Regions from separate parts of the Sus scrofa genome. Here region 2 is linked to region 1. A link is a contact called in public HiChIP or PLAC-seq data. All regions are on one chromosome and are shown on one strand. Each heading gives the region's core, a stretch centred on a gene start, on an enhancer-like site or on the middle of the called end of the contact. The rest is flanking DNA. Distances are from core to core; before and after follow the strand shown.

Evidence for each region. HiChIP or PLAC-seq counts read pairs in DNA pulled down with a chosen protein or histone mark.
Region 2: an H3K27ac HiChIP or PLAC-seq map of alveolar macrophages shows a contact between it and region 1. The contact joins the promoter of JPT2 here to the promoter of MSRB1 in region 1. A contact is called at or near these places in 1 of 5 promoter capture datasets (fetal skeletal muscle), 3 of 47 Hi-C or Micro-C datasets (epiblast stem cells, skeletal muscle and subcutaneous adipose tissue) and 1 of 2 datasets of contacts at active chromatin or transcription factors (alveolar macrophages).

The regions. Positions count from the first base shown.
Region 1 is chr3:40,014,983-40,018,542 of Sscrofa11.1, reverse strand. It overlaps MSRB1 (methionine sulfoxide reductase B1), which reads right to left and starts at 1,382. Exons shown (of 4, transcript NM_001097460.1): 1 at 1,266-1,382. The coding sequence starts at 1,320. RPL3L (60S ribosomal protein L3-like) reads right to left here. Exons shown (of 9, transcript XM_021086793.1): 6 at 3,387-3,547; 7 at 3,076-3,177; 8 at 2,234-2,353; 9 at 1,841-1,980. The coding sequence ends at 1,924.
Region 2 is chr3:40,255,339-40,258,517 of Sscrofa11.1, reverse strand. JPT2 (Jupiter microtubule associated homolog 2) reads left to right here and starts at 1,558. Exons shown (of 5, transcript NM_001048070.1): 1 at 1,558-1,611. The coding sequence starts at 1,568. CRAMP1 (protein cramped-like) reads left to right here. Exons shown (of 22, transcript XM_021086822.1): 22 at 1-841.

The DNA of each region.
Region 1 (3,560 bases), core at 133-2,632:
AGTGGTTAATGAATCGGACTAGGAACCACGAGGTTGCAGGTTCGATCCCCGGCCTCGCTCAGTGGGTTAAGGATGCGGTATTGCCGTGAGCTGTGGTGTAGCTCACAGACTCGGCTCGGATAGGGAACCCCCATATGCAGAGGGAGTGGCCCTAGAAAAGACAAAAAAAAAAAAAATCACTTTGAAGGGGGAAGAAAAAAAAAAAAAGGTTGCAAAACTGATCTGCAGAACAGGAAGTTGCTTGGGGGCTCTCCAGGGTACTGAGTCACCCTTCAGGCCCCCTCTCCCCCTCCCTCCACCTGGAGACAGCCCTGGAGTCTGAGACCTACCCAACCTTTACCAGCAACTGGTGAGGAAGGGAAGAGGAACGGGGAGCTGTTGTGGGAGTGGAGTTTCCAGCCTGGCAGAGTAGCCTGAGGTCAACCAGAGGGTCTAAGGGGAGGACTTTGGGCAGAGGGCCCTGTATCACAGCTGGCTCACATAGATGCGGGGGTGTCACAACCCATCCCCCTAAGGGGCTGACCCTGAGTAAATCCCGCCCCAGGAGTAAGTTGCTGCCCTGGCCTTGCCTGCAAGAATGTTCTTACCAAATTAGTCCATTACCAGGCAACGGAGCCTGGGGCCTGGGGCCAGGGCTGAGGGGGGCCATGCCCCAAACCAACCACTCAGCCCCCGACCTCCCACCCCTCCCACCCGGCCCAGGCTGTCCAGTCAAACTTCACAGGCCATTGGCAGCCTGGCAGCACTCCAGGTTACCCAACCCTGGGGGCCCTGGACAGGTGGGGGAGGCGCCCAGGCCGTCACATTTGGATCCCAACACGCCCTTCTGTACTTTCCAGTTTACCCCGCAGGTCTGGGGAACCGCCAAGGAAAAAGGGGGGTGTAGTATCAGGGAAATGCCCCAAGGAAAGGAAGCCCAGTCACAGGAGCTGCCCCTGGACAAGACCTTCCACCGGCTCGCTCTAAAGCCGCGATCCCAGGCACGGATACCGACAACGGTGTCACCGCCTCCATGTTCCTTGACCCCGCAGATTTCCTCGGAAATGGCCACGCTCACACTCAAGGCCTGCCCTCTTTGAGGACAGAGACCCCCCCCCTAATGTGCCGCTTCCCTCAGGTACCATTACTCTCCCGGATCCCCAAATTCCTCACACTCGCCCCCCATTCCCGGAGCTCAGGGGCTCCATCGCCACCCCGAGGGCAGGGACGCCCCCTCCAATACGCGTCACTGCTCCTCTGTCCTCCCACGAAGCCACAGATCCTACCTGGCTCAAAGTGGTTCTGGAAAACCTCGCCCCCGAAGAAGCTGCAGAACGACATGGCGCCGACGGGGAAGCTCCGGCGGAACCGAGGACACAGCTCCACCGCAGGGTCTTGAGCCTGCCTCCCGCCCCACCTCCCGAGAACCAATCGCGCCGGGACGCAGGATGGGCCGGGCACCTCGAGGCCCCGCCCCCAGGGGAACCAATCACATCCAGAGGAGTGAGACACCCTCTCAGGGTTCGCCTCCCGTTGACCCGCCCCTTTTTCACAGACCAATCCCCCGCCGGAAGAAGGTTCTGGTTCCTGCCTCCAGCAGGCCCCGCCCCCTTCCGAGGACGGGCTCCCTCTTCCCCTCAGGCCACGCCCACCACTGAGGACCACTCCCTTGTAGCATCCCGAGGCCCCGCCCCTGCCGCCGCGTCCCCGAGCACCAGGGGGCGCCGCTGAGCTGCGCTGGGTTTAGGATGGCGACCTCGGTGCACCCTGAACCGCGGCGGGTCTCATCCTTTCCTGGCGTGAAGCACCAGGCTACCGGCCGTTGACCAGGTTTCCCTTGCCCCCACATCTGAAACACCACTGGAGGAGTTGCCTCTGGCTTTTATTAGGGGGCTCAGGAAGGGGTTGCATCGCGTTTTTCAGGCTCCCTCCATCCCATCCTGCCTACAAGTCTCCTGAGGTCTCCGGCGTTTCCTTCTCAAGATGCTTCTTCTGCGGACCCTGGAGGGCGAGCGACAGGAGGAGCGTTAGTCACAGGGGTCTAACTAGCCGCCTGGGATACTAAGAGTCGGCCCTGCTGCCCCTCCTACTGGTCCCTCCCCTCCTTCGTTTCCGGCAAGAATCAGTGCCCAGGGCTGGACCCCTAGAGCCCCTCCTGCGGATGCGTGTGGAGGCACGCGTGCCACGCCCGCCCCACGCTGGGGCAGGAGGGATGTGGTGTCTGAGCCCCAGAGAGCAAGGCGGATGGGCTCACCATGAAGATCCTCTTCTCTTGGGCTGTCTGGAAGCGGCCGTGGCCGAACTTGGAGGTGGTGTCGATGAACTTCAGCTCAACGTTCTCCAGGGCCCGGCGGCTGTGGTGCACCAGGAGGGACTGGGGCCCGTGGGGGAGGGGAGCGTCAAGGCAGGAGGTCCCCGCCAAGCCCCTCCCGTCACCCCAGGTCATCCAGGAGTGCCTGGCTCACCTAGCTGGGTCCGTCCCTCTTTGCTCTCCCCATGACCCATCGCTGGCTCTCCAGCGCAGGCCAGCCCCCCAGCCCCCCGACAGCCCACAGGCCTCCCACTCTCCGGCCCACTGCCCCACCTGACCTTCCTCAGTGTGATGACCCGCTTCTTGGTGCCTGCAATGCAACCCTTCAGCATGACGAAGTCGTTGTTGACTTCCCCGTAGCGGGGGAAGCCACCCTGCGGGGAAGGTGGGTCCGGGAAAGGGGCTGCTGAGTTAGGGGGCTGCTGGGGTCCCTAGGAGGACTCCCCTGGCCTTGGGCGACAACACTCTGAATCACTAATCAGGCCAGCCTGTGAGCCATGCCTTAAGTCCTTTCCATAATTATCTTAATAATCTGCATTTTACAGCGGGGGAACCAGGCTCAGAGGGTCGCTTGCCCCAGGCCTGGCAGCTGCTGCAGCTCGGGTTCTTGCTACAGTCAGAGCAGCTGCACTCCACACTCTGAAACAGCAGCTGGAGTATAACTGTCTGCAGAGAAGGCGGTGAGGATGCAGGAACAGGAACGGCAGGGGTCTGGTCCCCCTGGGGGGCCCCAGCCACCCCACACACACCCTGCTGCCTCAGCGGAACTGGCCGCCGCCCCTCACCAGCGGTGTGATGGACTTGTCGGTCATGTCGTAGCTGGTGGACGCGTTATTCTTAACCATCTTCCCATCCGACATGTGCAGCCCTCGCCCAATGCGGTAGATCTGTCACGAGGACACGGCATGGCATTGAGGGGACGGCAGGTGGCCCCCGGGGCCGGCAGTATGTCCGCACCCATCAGGACGTGGCCTTTGACCTAGCCCTGGTGGGGGCATTTCAGCACCTTTGGGGGCCATGCACCCCACCCACTGGGGCGTGGTCAAGGGCATCCCTCCTCTTCCCCGCCCCCCCCCACCCCGGACTTGGGACACACCTTCTTGTTGAGCTCCGTTCGGTGATGGTAGCCTTTCTGCCCAGCCCGGGCAATGGAGCAGCCCACACGGGCAGGGTGCCAGGCGCCGATACAGGCCACCTTGCGCAGCCCCTTATGGGTCTTCCGAGGCAGCTTCTTGGTGTGCCAGCGGCTCGTGACCCCTGCAAGTGGGAG
Region 2 (3,179 bases), core at 309-2,808, 240 kb before region 1:
TTCTCATCTCTCTGTATCTTCCCGGGGGAGAGGACTTGCTCAGGGAGAGGGGATGTTTGGAAACATGTCACTGGTTGCTCCACTGCTCTCGCACACCTCCAGGCTCGTAGCGGCAGCCCCGTTCTCTGTCACTCTGTCCCACAGCCTCGTCACTGGTGTGTCCTTTCAGTTGAATGGCCTGTTTAACTGGATCACACCATTGAATCACATGTGTGCAAAGAAAAGCCATGGAGTAAGAGACGCTTGAAACACGTGGAGGAGGAAAACAGGTGGCTTTTTCTTCTTTCTTGACATTGAGTTCTACCAGATGCATTTAGGGGAAATACGGCACTTTGTCTTAAGAAAAAAGAAGGAATGAAACCTACAGCAAACCTTTCCTGACTGTCAGCTCTCCTAATCCCACAGCAGCCTTTAAGTCATGTGAGGTGAGTTAGGTCTTGGAAGCACTACAGCAACCTGTGCCCCTTATTCTGTAACAGGATACCCGGCTCCAGAGCTATGCCTCTGGGCAGCAGAACTTAACTGCGGTTTCTTTTAATAATCGTTAAGCCATATCACCTAAGGTTTTCGGCTTGTTTGAGATGTGAATTTGTTTTATAGATTATAAATATACATATACAGTGTATGTATAAAGCAGAATGCCTGTCCCTCCTGATTATTTTTTGTACCATATTGTAAATTATATTATTTATTCTTTACCAATTTTGGGAATAAAAGGTGTTTGGTTATTTAATATAATAAACAAAAGCTGTTAAACTTCTTATGTTTAAATTTCCAGTTCAACTTGTAAATCTGTTTTTATTATTGTGCATAAATACATACTAATACTTGATCTAATCATGACCGTTTCTGCTTTTTTCTTTTTAAGTGTGCGCTTAAGAAAACGGCCGGAGCGGCTCTCATTTGGTGCCATCTCAGAGGCACTGACTGCCGCCCACAGTGTAGTTTAGCAACAAAGCGCTCCTGAATGTGTATTTTACCTTTACCTTTTTTTTTTTTTTTTTTTTTTGAGCCAAACATCAGTCAGCTGGCACTCTTTATTTATCCCTTGCCTCCCACTTTTAAGGACGTGTTCCCCACAACTTGCAGGACAGGAACTGCGGTCCTGTTTCCTTTGGCCACGTATCCATGTGCCATTGACTGTCTTGGGCCCTGTTGGGCGCCGCTGCGCTCCGGGAAGCGCTTCCCGGGGCTCCCCCGCTACGCCAACCAGGGCGCATACAGGGACGGCAAGCGGGAGGCCGCGCCTGGAAGAAGGGGCACCGACCAGGTGCGGGGATGGTGCCCGACCCCGCCCACCTCAGGAGGCGCGGACGGACCATCCCTTGTTGGCCAGTTGCCCAATGGCGGGGCCCGGCGCTGTGAGCGGCATCTGCTTTCACCAATCGGCTGCAAGCGCGGTGCGATCTTCTCCTCGCCTCAGTCTCGTGAGGCGGGGCCCGGTGCTGTGATAGGCTGCGGCGTTGTGATTGGCGTCGGCGGCGCCCAATGGAGGGGGGCTTCAGGCCGCGCGGGGCCGGACGGGAAGGACGGCGCGGCGGGCGGGAGGTGCCGAATGGCGGGCGACATGTTCCGGGTGCCGGAGACCGAGGGTGGCCGGGCTGGCTCCAGGTGCGGCGCGGGCGCGGCCACCGCTAAGGCCACGGCCGCGTGGTGGGGGGGGTGGGCGCGGGCGCCGTGGGGGCGGCCGCGGTGAGCTCACGGAGCCCCGGGCTCCGCTGCCAGGTCGGGGAGGTGGGCGCGCCCGCGGGACGGGAGGCCAGAGGTGCGCCTCCCTGCCCGTCGGATCCCAGCACGTGTCTCTTCAATGGCCAGCGCGCCGGCGACGCTGGCGGAGCGTCTGCTGCGGATGGGCGGACGTGGCTGCGCTACGGGAGCCCGTGCGACGCTGCGGCCGACACGCTTTCGCCGGGTGCTCGTGTGGGCCCGCCTCGGGGCAAGGTCCGGTCCTGGGAGCCCTCAGCAGTTCCGCAGCCCGGGGTTCGGGCCCTCCCCTCCCCAGTCCTGGAGCCCTCCCCTCCCGCAGTCCCGCGACTCGGGGGGAACCAGGCGCTGCTCCCCAGTGTCCTGAGAAGGAAACAGGACAGCAAGTGATAGCAGAGGTGCAACGGGGTTGAAACACTCGGGAACATACAGCAGCCCCCTTTTTAAAAATTACAGTTGGATTACAGTGTTGGGCAGCACACCTTCTCCGCTTTTAACTAGTCAATCATTGGGTGTTGGGAGCCGCACAGAGCTGGCGAGGAGGGGTCCCGCGGCTTGAGGAGCCAGCGGGAATGGAGCTGGTTCAGGTGCCCAAGAGTCATCTTCATTGTGAGCCTCTTCTGGGGCTCAGCCACCCGATAAAAGTAGAAGAGGGCGGAGGTAAATACTACAGAGAATAAGAGGGTTGTTTCAACTGCTAAAACCCCTGTAAACTTGAGGGAGTTGGGTCAGTTCTCACAGTCCTAACCCAGCGGTCATCAATCCACGGAACAGTGATTATTAATCACGGATGCCCCCACCTACGCTGACCTGGGCCAGAAGTTTATCCCGGAGCCTTCGCGATGAATGAGTTCCTGGGGATGAATGAGTTCCTGGTGCCTGCAAACCACTGTCCTGTCCCCGCCCCCACCAGCTGGGCAAGGGCTGTTTCCAGCACTTTCTCAGCTGTGTCCCTCAAAGTTCCTCTTTGTTTACACAGCCTGGCACCGGCTGCCCAGCACACACTGGTCCGGTTAGGGAATGGGCCCAGTAATGCTGGTGGAGGTTGCACAAGATAGTTGCCGAGCTGGAGCTCTGCAGTAACACCCACACTTCTTTGCGGCATTAGTTTTGGAGAGGAAAAGGAGAAAATTCTTGGAGCGTGTTGGAGAAGGAAAACCCATCTTAATTGGAAGCTTCTGCCTGGGATCCGAAGGGAGCTTTGTGTTTTGACGGCCATCTTAAAGGACTCAATGGACAGGCCTTGTGAGATTCGCAGTTCCCTTAGCTGTGAAAGGAACCGGTGCTGCTGCAGGATTACTAGGCCAGGTTTTCCTCTTAAAGCCCTGATTTGGTTTTCTCGGGGAAGGATTAATTAGCTGGTGTTAAAGGATGTTGCACTATAAAAGCATTTAGCTTTGGCCATCATCGGTGATCTAAGGTCCTTCTTTTAAACTGTAAGGTGCATGTTTGTAAAGAATTTGATCCACATTTCT